Regions from separate parts of the Sus scrofa genome. Here region 1 is linked to region 2. A link is a contact called in public HiChIP or PLAC-seq data. All regions are on one chromosome and are shown on one strand. Each heading gives the region's core, a stretch centred on a gene start, on an enhancer-like site or on the middle of the called end of the contact. The rest is flanking DNA. Distances are from core to core; before and after follow the strand shown. Region 1 overlaps CLPB (caseinolytic peptidase B protein homolog). Region 2 holds the start of LAMTOR1 (ragulator complex protein LAMTOR1).

Region 1 (4,726 bases), core at 450-2,949, 280 kb before region 2:
GCCTGTTCCCCTGAGGCCTCTCCTTCCCCGTCACTTTCTGTCAGCTGCTTAGGCCCTCGGATACTCGCGCTGGTTAGTCCCCTCAGTTACTTCAGTTACTTATGCTGGTTAGCTGGTTAGTCCCGTCAGTTACCAGTGCTGGTAGGCCCATCAGTTACCAGTTCTGGTTAGCCCTGTCAGATACTTGTGCTGGTTAGTCCTGTCAGTTACCTGTGCTGGATTAGTCCCATCAGATACTTCTGCTGGTTAGTCCCGTCAGTGACTTGTGTTGGGTAGTCCTGTCGGTGACTCGTGCTGGTTAGCCCTGTTAGTTACCTGTGCTGGTTAGCCCCATCAGTTAGTTGTGCTGTGCTGGTTAGCCCCCTCAGTTACTTCAGTTACTTGTGCTAGTTAGCTCTGTCCGTTACCTGTGCTGGTTAGCCCCCTCAGTTACTTCAGTTACTTGTGCTGGTTAGCTGGTTAGTCCCGTCAGTTACCAGTGCTGGTAGGCCCATCAGTTACCAGTTCTGGTTAGCCCTGTCAGATACTTGTGCTGGTTAGTCCTGTCAGTTACCTGTGCTGGTTAGTCCCATCAGTTACTTCAGTTACTTGTGCTGGTTAGCCCTATCCGTTACCTGTGCTGGTTAGTCCTGTCAGTTACCTGTGCCGGTAGGCCCATCAGTTACCAATGCTGGTTAGCTCCGTCAGATGCTTGTGGTGGTTAGTCTTGTCAGTTACCTGTGCCGGTTAGCCCCGTCAGTTAAACTGTGCTAGTTAGTCCTGTCAGTTACCTGTGCTGGTTAGTCGCATCAGATACTTGTTCTGGTTAGCCCCGTCAGATACTTCAGTTAGTTGTGCTGGTTAGCCCTGTCTGTTGCCTGTGCTGGTTAGTCCCATTAGTTACCAGTGCAGTTAGTTCCGTCAGATGCTTGTGCTGGTTAGTCTTGTCAGTTACCTGTGCCGGTTAGCCCTGTCAGTTAAACTGTGCTAGTTAGTCCCATCAGATACCTGTGCTGGTGCCAGGCTACATGTGGGGCAAAGGGAAGAAGCTGGGCCCTGTGCCCTGGGAGGCAGTGGCTTCAGTGTAGAGAGCCCGGGCTCCTGTCCTAGGCTGCCCCTTGTGGACCGTGCCATCTTCGGCAGGGCGGTTTCATCTCTGTGTGACTCAGGCCCCTTCTCTAATCACAGGATCGGGGAGACTGTAAACGTCAGGTGCCTGAGGCATGGTAGGTTGCTCAGAAACGGGAGTTTTGAATTCCACCACGAAGAGTTTTGTGGGACCTGAGGAGCCCAGCCTGCTGTGTGCTCCCCACCCCGCCAGACAGCTCTCAGAGCACCCGGGATCCTCGGAGCACTTCTCTGTGTCCCTCCCTGCTTGTCCCATTTCCCCACCCCCGACTCAGTCTAGGAGCTCCCTGTGGGCAAGATCCGCGTCTGATTCCTCTGACCCTCGGTGCCCAGCACGGAGACTGACTTGGAGAACAAAGCTGAAGTAATCCCGGCGCGTCTTGCCCTCCCGTCTCGAGGGCCGGGTGTGGTGGCTGGCTTTGCACAGTCCCTTCTGCACCGACAGTCTCACAGTGCTCTGGGACTTGGCAGTGGTGGCTCAAGGGCCAGCCCTGTTTAAGAAATTCAAGCCGCTTCTGTGTCTCACCACTGTAGTGTGGCAAGCTTCCTGGCAACCCGCCACTGCCCCACTGCCCTCTGCTGCTGCCTAGACAACCTGCCCTGATGCCAGTAGGTGGCGCTCATGGCCCTTTCCCACAGTTCAGCTGCCTGGACAGACCTTGCCTTCCTGTCACCACATCTCAAAGTGCCTAGAGCCCTGAGCAAGGGTACAAGGGAAGGGTGCCCTGGACCGCGCCCTCCCCTTCCTGGCCCTGTATTGCTGGGGTTTGTGTTTTATTGCGTCCCAGCCACAGCACACACTGCTTGGGGAAGTGGAGATGTTTCCTCTGCAAGATCCCGGGAGTTTCTTAGGGCGGTCTGTGCTTCTGCCCATCCTTTCGGGCATGGCTCGTGCCTCTGCCTCCAAGAAGTCATCCCCATGGCACTTGCTCTGACCTGCACCTTGCCAGGTGTGTGGCTATCCCGCGAACACCCTGGAAGGCAAGGGCCCTGAGAATTGATCAGGTATCCTGCCTGCCCAGAGTCCTGTAATAACCAGCCTCATGGAAAGAGAGAGGAACGACTAGTTTGTGGAATGAATAGTTGAATGATAGGAAGTGGTTCCTCAAAAAGTTGTTATCCAAACTGCAGAGTAATCTGTAAACTAACCTTACTCTGCAGAAAAGTCAGTGTCACGAATATCAAAGACAGCCTGAGAACCTATTCTAGATAAAAAGAAACTGGAGTTCCCATCGTGACTCAGTGGTTAGCAAACCTGCCTAGCATTCATGAGGATGTGGGTTCGATCCCTGGCTTCGCTCACTGGGTTAAGGATCCAGCGTTGCCGTGAGCTGTGGTGCAGGTCACAGACACGGCTTGGATCTGGCTGTGGCTGTGGCGTGGGCCGTCAGCTGGAGCTCTGATTGGGCCCCCTAGCCTGGGAACCTCCATATGCCGCGGGTGTGGCCCTAAAAAGACAAAAGACCAGAAAAATTAAAAAATAAAAATAAGATCTCTATAGGAAAAATGTATGTTTTAAAAAATAATAATAATCTCTTTTTAAGTGTGCCAAGTTCTTGCTAGAAACTAAGATAGGACAAAGAGTGGTCCCCCCAGCATTGGCTTTTATTCTGTTTAATCCAGCAGTGTTCACTGAGGTTCTGCTACAGCCCCTCCACTCTGTGCCTTTGTACACAGAGAACAGAGGGAACGCTGAGAGCTAACGCCTGGAAAATGTAAGCGCTTTCGCATTATTGCCCCCGGTCCTCTGAGCGCCCTCACGGCGTAGGTCTGGCAGCCTGACAGGGCGGGAGCGCTGAGGTTCAGAGAGGTGAGCAGGACCTGCCCGCAGTCACGCAGCCTAGAAGAGACGGGTGCAGGCTTACATCCAGATCGGTCTGTCCCAGGGCTGTCGCTTTCCGAGTCTCCATATCTGTCTGTGTGAGACAAAGGATTGGACAGACTGATCTCAGCAGATCCTTCTTTACGTCTGGAAATTTTAAAACTTTTTGTTATGGCAGGAAGTGACTGGTTATAAAGCAAGCAGGCCCATCACACAGGGCATCTCATTTGCTGTTGGTCCTTCTCCCTGGCTGTCCACTCGCTGCCCTTTGGAGTCTGTGTGTGGCAGTGCCAGGAAGGGCCCCTTCACGGGGCGAGGGCACCTGGGGAGGTGCCTTGGGGCAGGGCCTGAGCCAAGCCTGGAAGGAGGCGCTCTGTTCCAGTCGTGAAAGCAGATGATGCCAGAGAGCCCCGGCGTCTGAGTGGAGCGTGGCGTGGGGTCTGCCCGAAGTCGCCCAGGCTGGGCTCCAAGAGCTTGTCCTCCCTTGCCCCTGCCCCCCAGCCCAGGCTGACCGGGTAGATAAGGCACAGATGGAGGCTGTGTGTGGATTCTAGCCCCAGGCGCCCTGCCTCTGCTCAGACGGCAGGGCCTGGTGCTGTTATTACTGTAAACAGGACCTTCTGCAAGGCTCCAGCCAGGGCCCTGTTGCCCAGATAGCGATCGTGATTGAGTCTGCATGGCTCACTGCTTCCAGGCCGCTGGTGCAGGTGGGACGGAGCTCCCCACCCGGCAGCCCCCTCCCCAGCTGCAGCTGAGGGCAGCTCAAGTGAAGGATCCGGAAATCAGGGGGAACAATGCAGGACTGAAGGTCACGGGCCGCTTTGTATTGATTGGGCCTAAAGGAGGAGGCAGAAAAATCAAGTGGTGCCTCCCCCCCACCCCCGAGCGGAAGGCGGGTCAAACAGACTCACTCAAACTGTTCCCGGAGCCCCGTCGGAAACCCCTCGCTCCTAAAACGTCTAACCCGAGCAGTCGTCTTTTCCTCGGAAGCCATGCAGGGGCTCAGGTCTGCTAGGAGTTCTCGTCTCAGTTTCGATGCCGTGCATACTTAGATCCTGAGGGATTTCAGGGCTGCCAGGGACTTGAGAAGTTATTTAACTGGGTTCCCTTATTTTGCTGCAGAGAAAAGGGAGCCCCAGAGGCAGGTGGACCCAGGTCTCGTTCCTGAGAGAGCCCAGGCCGGTGTCTAAGCGTCCTCGGCCCTGAGGAAGCGGCCGTGCCCATGCCCTCCCGTACACCCGAGTTCCTGAAGAGGACGGGCCCAGCCGGGGGCGCTAGTGAGAGCTCGTTTGGGGAGGAGCTGCAGACACGGGTTCGTCAGGCCCTCTGGTGTGGGTGCCCGTGCCAGCACTGGTGTCAGGATCACAAGGCACAGCCTCCTTTCTGGGGGCCACACTGACTGGGGGGAGGGCGACAGGGAGACCGTGGGACACCTGTTGATTCAGGCCTTCACAGGGCATCATGCCACACCAAGGCTGTCTTAGGGAAGCTTCTGGGAGGAAGAAAGGGTAGGTGTTTCCTTTCCTAAGAAAGTGGGTTTGTTTTTTGGTTTTGGGCTTTTTTAAAAGAGTAATAGTATGTTCATTGTTACAAAAAAATAGCAACAAAACTTGGAACAGTAGAGACGCATTCACGGCAGGAAGTGGAGGCTGGACCCCTTACCCTCCTCACCGGCCGAGGCGACTACTGGGCCCCCCGCGCTCTTCTGGGTCCCCTTGATCAGCTCCTCTCCCTTGCACCCTCAGCTCTTGGGCCAGGGAGCTTTTATTCCACCTCTGCCCTTGCCTGGGGGTTTGA
Region 2 (4,656 bases), core at 1,985-4,484:
GCCACGTCTGCCACCTACACTACAGGTCACGGCATTGCCGGATCCTCAACCCCCTGAGTGATGCCAGGGATTGAACCTGTGCCCTCATGGATACTAATCGGATTCGTTTCCACTGAACCACGACAGGAACTCCATGAATTTGTTAAATAAGACTAAAACACGTATGCTGGGAGCTGGGACTCAGACAAATCCAGGCAGACAGTATCCTGAATGGGATGGAGGAGCCTCCATGACGGGGGGGGGGGCTCAGACACAGATAATTACTGCGTTATGGATGGTGTGCTGAGACGGTTATGCCCTTGTGTTATGCCCCCTTTGAGGCCAGCCTTTACGGCTGATTCATCCCTGTGGCCTTTGCCTTCTCTCCCAGCACCTAGCACATGCCTGATACAAAAGCAGTGGTGACAGGTGTCTCTATCGTGGCACAGTGGAAACGAATCTGACTAGGAAACATGAGGTGGCAAATTTGATCCCTGGCCTCGCTCAGTGGGTTAAGGATCTGGTGTTGCCCTGAGCTTGGTGTAGGTCGCACATGCGGCTTGGATCTGGCACTGCTGTGGCTATGATGTAGGCCAGCAGCTGTAGCTCCCATTCAACTCCTAGCTTGGGAACCTCCACACGCCCCGGGCACCACCCTTAAAAAAAAAAAAGCAGTGGTGATAAATTTTGCTAGACGAATGCATCATTCTGCCCAGCCCCCTCACTTCCAGGGGAGGAAAAAAGAGGCCACAGAAGATCAAGAACGTTCCCAGTTCACCCAGAAAGGCAGCAGCAGGTCCCGGATCCTCCTCACCACCTTGGAGGTGCTTCCTAGGGCAGAAGGCTAGGCAGCACTGACCTTTGACAGGCCCCATGTGGCTCAGGTACTCGCAGTGGCTGCTCCACTGGTCCAGGGCGGTGAGGATGTGACCAGGGTCCCCAGGCAGGGAATGGGTGAGCACGTAGCTGAAGGCCCGCTCCTCAATCCGCAGCCCTGACAGGCAGTCTCGGAGGCTCCGGAGCAAGACAGTGCGTACCAGCAGTCGGAAATAGTGCCGGTACCTCACCAGCAGTGTCACCACCAGTGGCAGGAAGGCCAGCGCGATGGCGGGGGACATGGTCCCTACGTGGGCCCTGGGGTGGAGGGAGGAAGGTAGGAAAACCCGCAGTGCCATCTGCCTGTCATTTGTGCAGCCCTTCCAATAACAATCGCTACCCCTGTATTTTACACACCATGGCTCCGAAAGGCTGTCTTGTCCAGGGTCACACAGAAGAATTAGGATTCGAATCCAAGCTGGTTTGATTCCAAACCCGTGTAAGGACCCCGTGCCGTCCAGTTCAGCACCCAACCCCAAACCATCTCTTCCCACTTCTGGCCCCTGGTCCATCTTCACCTCACTCCCTCCACCCCTCTCCCCTCGCCCTCCTTCAAGACCCTCCACCAGCAACTCCAGAAGGTCTCCTCCCACCCTATCCACTGCCTGCGGGGTCTCTTCTGATCCATCACGGTTAGCAACAGAGCACAACTTTGTAGCCGGGAAGCCCTCCCCTGTCGCTGCTCTGCCTCAGTAAAAGTCAATCAAAACACTCCCTAGAGTGTCTGGATGAGGTATCCTCACCACCCGGGGACTCTCACTCTGTCAGCTCTTCCCTGGGGGTGGGAAGGGTCTGTTTCTTCCCCAGTCTTCTCTCCCCTCCTAGCACTTTCCTCCTCTGTTCTCTCTCTCTTCGCATTCACACTCACACACACAGCAACACAATTTCCCCTCATTCAACCTCTTCTCCCCTCCCCCATCTCTGGACCCCTGGGGGGGGGGGTAAGTGCCCTGTTTGCTACCAAAAGTGCCCTGGACCATCTGACCTTTTCAAGGCCACTGGTGGTGGGAACTAAAAGTAGGAGTGTATGAATGGGGTGAAATGGGTAGCTGGGCAATGGTGAGTCTGAACTGGTGTGCTTGGGAACCCACACACAAGGGCCCTGCTTACCTGGGCTGGAGGCTCCTGCTAGGGGAATATCAGCGCACAAGACAGGAGGGGGCAGTCCTCGGGGTGGGGAGGAACTCTGAGGCAGGCTGGACCTGCTCTCAATTATTGATGCTGAGGCTGCTGCTGTCACCTGAGAAGAGCAGGTCAAGTTACCAGCCCCAGGGACAAGCTGGAGCTGCCTCTTACCCTTCAGGAGCCTTCAAAGAACTTATAGAACTCCATGGTCTTGATTTGAAGGGTAACAGAGCTCCTGGGTTTGGGGATCTCTCCTTCAACCCCTTGGTTCAGGACAGAGTATGGTGTGAGCCAAGTTAATGGGAAGTTGTAATTTATTCATGAATTCCAAATTCTAAGCAAATGCTGAGGCTTAAGTCACCGAGAAGAGTCAGATCCTGCCCCCTGTCCCCGGGAACCCCACCTTTGGTAGAAGAGACTGACACAGGAACAGAGAACATAGTACAATGTGATCACTAGAACGCATGCTCTAACCACAGGGACTTCTGGCAGGCCCACACGGTGGGGGAGACAGCGTGCTAGGCCACGTGTGCAAAGTCCAGGAAGTCAACCAGGAAACAGTGTTTCCCCATGGTTGGTGAGACATTCACCCCATCCCTCCTCCACTGTCCCAGGCCTGGAGTGGGTGTCTGGCTCTGCAGAACCTTGCATGACAGACTTGGACTTGTCTTCAGAGTCCAAGGGAAGATGTGGCATGGTTCCAAGAAGAGCACTGATGATGTGCTTTGTGTGTTAGATTACTAGTACTGCTCTACAAAGGCAGCATTGAAGAGAAGTGCCCGACGGCCAGATCAGTGACACGGGCTGTATCTCCTCTCCCGGGATTGAGCTCCACTCTGCGTTGCTTGTGAAGGTATAAGTTTCCTTCTTCCAGTAAGTCTCGGACCCCCAGTCCACGTGGGAAGCCACACCCCACACCCCACGTTGGAAGTTACGCCGGGCAACCGGGGCCTATGGATGTGTAACCACATTGGGCGCTCTTTGAGCGTCGAGTCTGCATCCCCTCGCCCCTCCAATGGCATTCGGTATGAAATCGCCTAATGGCCCACAAAGGGAGCCTGGGGGCCCCCTCCCCGGACAACCCACGTCGCACAAGGAAGGGCCTCTCTCCCGGGCAGGGGAGGTCTCCAGCTGAGACCGCGAAGAGGCTGAAATCATGTGATTCACCCCTCCCGTTCCTGGCGTCACGTGTCTCACGGCCTGTCACGCGGGGACGCCTCCCCATTGGCTGGCAGTGATCACGCGCTGGGGGCGGGGCCGGATGCCGGGGTTCCGGCGGCAGCCGCGGCGAGCAGCAGCTCTGGAAAGGGGTTGGCGCGGGACTGTGGGTCTGTGCTGGATGCAGGCGCGGGTCATGTGACCGGAAGGGCTCCTGACGGACGCCGTCCCTGCTCGGCGCGGCCTGAGCGCCCGGCCCTACCCCCGCCATGGGGTGCTGCTACAGCAGCGAGAACGAGGACTCGGACCAGGTGCGGCCGCCGCGGGCGGGGCTCGGGAGCGAGGGCTGAGACCCCGGGGCACGGGGCCCAGAGAAAAGCCTGCGAAAGAGGGTCCGCCGGACTGTGGGGCTCCCCGAGTACGGAGGCCCGGAGGGGACAGCCTACAGAGGAGACGCCGGGCCGGGCTCCTACCCCCTTTAAAGCCCCAGTGCTGTCGGCACAGCCCCCGTGTTGGGGTGGCAGGCCGCCGCCTCTCCTGCTCGCCCCCGCCCGTTCCATTTGCCCCTACCTTGAGACCTTTACAACTTCAGGGATCCTCAGCCTAGGTCCCGGGGAAGCGCTCTCTTCCCAGGTTCCTGTGCCCGCTTCGTGTTTGTATTAGCGAGCTTTGTGAATCCGTTGTAGAGGTGGGTAAGCCGAGGCGCTAAGTCAGATTGAGCTGATGTGAGTCAGGAATCGTGTATAGACTCTGAATCCCTGGAGTTGAAGAAGGAAGGTCACTGCTAATCTGAGAGCAGAGAAGGCCTCTGGAAATTGGTGTCGTTTGAGTTGGTCAGTGAAGGGTTTAATAGACACGGTGAGGACTTGGGGGGGCGCGGCGTGTGGGAAGTTGGAAAGCCACAGATCACGTTTAGCTTCGGCTATGCTGAGGCTCGGGGAAGAGAGGTAGGACAGGGAACTCCGTTTGGCCTCCCTCAGTGCAGCCCCTGCCTGGAGCCTGAAGGCTCCTCTAGGTAGAGGGGGGCTTGTCCTGGGGAGTTGGGTGTAGATCTGGTTCCCTTGGCAGAAAGGATTAGGCTGGGAGGCACGTACAGTTTTAAATGCTCCCTCTTCCCCTTGGTGTATTCTCTCCTCTCACTTCTTGCCACACTTTAAACCCTGCCCTGCCTGACCTCCTTTGAGGAGGGGCAGACCTTTTCAAGGATGAAGTCTCACGTTGTTGGCCCCTTGCTTTTTTGTGGCCTCTAAGCCTGGAGTCTCCATTTCAACAGACCCAGAAACAGCAGGAAGGTTTCAGCAAGTGGAGTAGATGGTCACAGAAATGGATTACATCACTGGTACATGGGAAGTAGGTCCTTCTTCAGTGATTCACATGAACCTATTTGGGGTCAAGGACTTAAGCTTGGGAAACCACCATTTGTATGGGAGGCATGGGTGGCTCCTGGGCCTCATTAAGTCTCCGGACACCCCGTGGACGTACGCTCATGTTTCTGTGCCTGTGCTAGGTGTGCCTCAG

What was found. HiChIP or PLAC-seq counts read pairs in DNA pulled down with a chosen protein or histone mark.
Region 1: an H3K27ac HiChIP or PLAC-seq map of alveolar macrophages shows a contact between it and region 2. The contact joins the enhancer-like site here to the promoter of LAMTOR1 in region 2. A contact is called at or near these places in 1 of 5 promoter capture datasets (liver), 9 of 47 Hi-C or Micro-C datasets (brain, embryonic fibroblasts, epiblast stem cells and 6 more) and 2 of 2 datasets of contacts at active chromatin or transcription factors (alveolar macrophages and skeletal muscle).

What each region holds. Positions count from the first base shown.
Region 1 is chr9:6,957,499-6,962,224 of Sscrofa11.1, reverse strand. The region is part of intron 3 of CLPB (caseinolytic peptidase B protein homolog); the gene reads left to right. Among named protein-coding and RNA genes, the nearest start is that of PHOX2A, 130 kb to the right of the region's middle. Within about 2 kb of position 1,699, at least 13 of the 83 cell types and tissues checked have an H3K27ac peak or open chromatin away from gene starts, as enhancers often do. A contact at or near this core is called in alveolar macrophages, where this site is marked.
Region 2 is chr9:6,678,645-6,683,300 of Sscrofa11.1, reverse strand. It overlaps LAMTOR1 (ragulator complex protein LAMTOR1), which reads left to right and starts at 3,234. Exons shown (of 5, transcript XM_003129591.3): 1 at 3,234-3,449. The coding sequence starts at 3,408.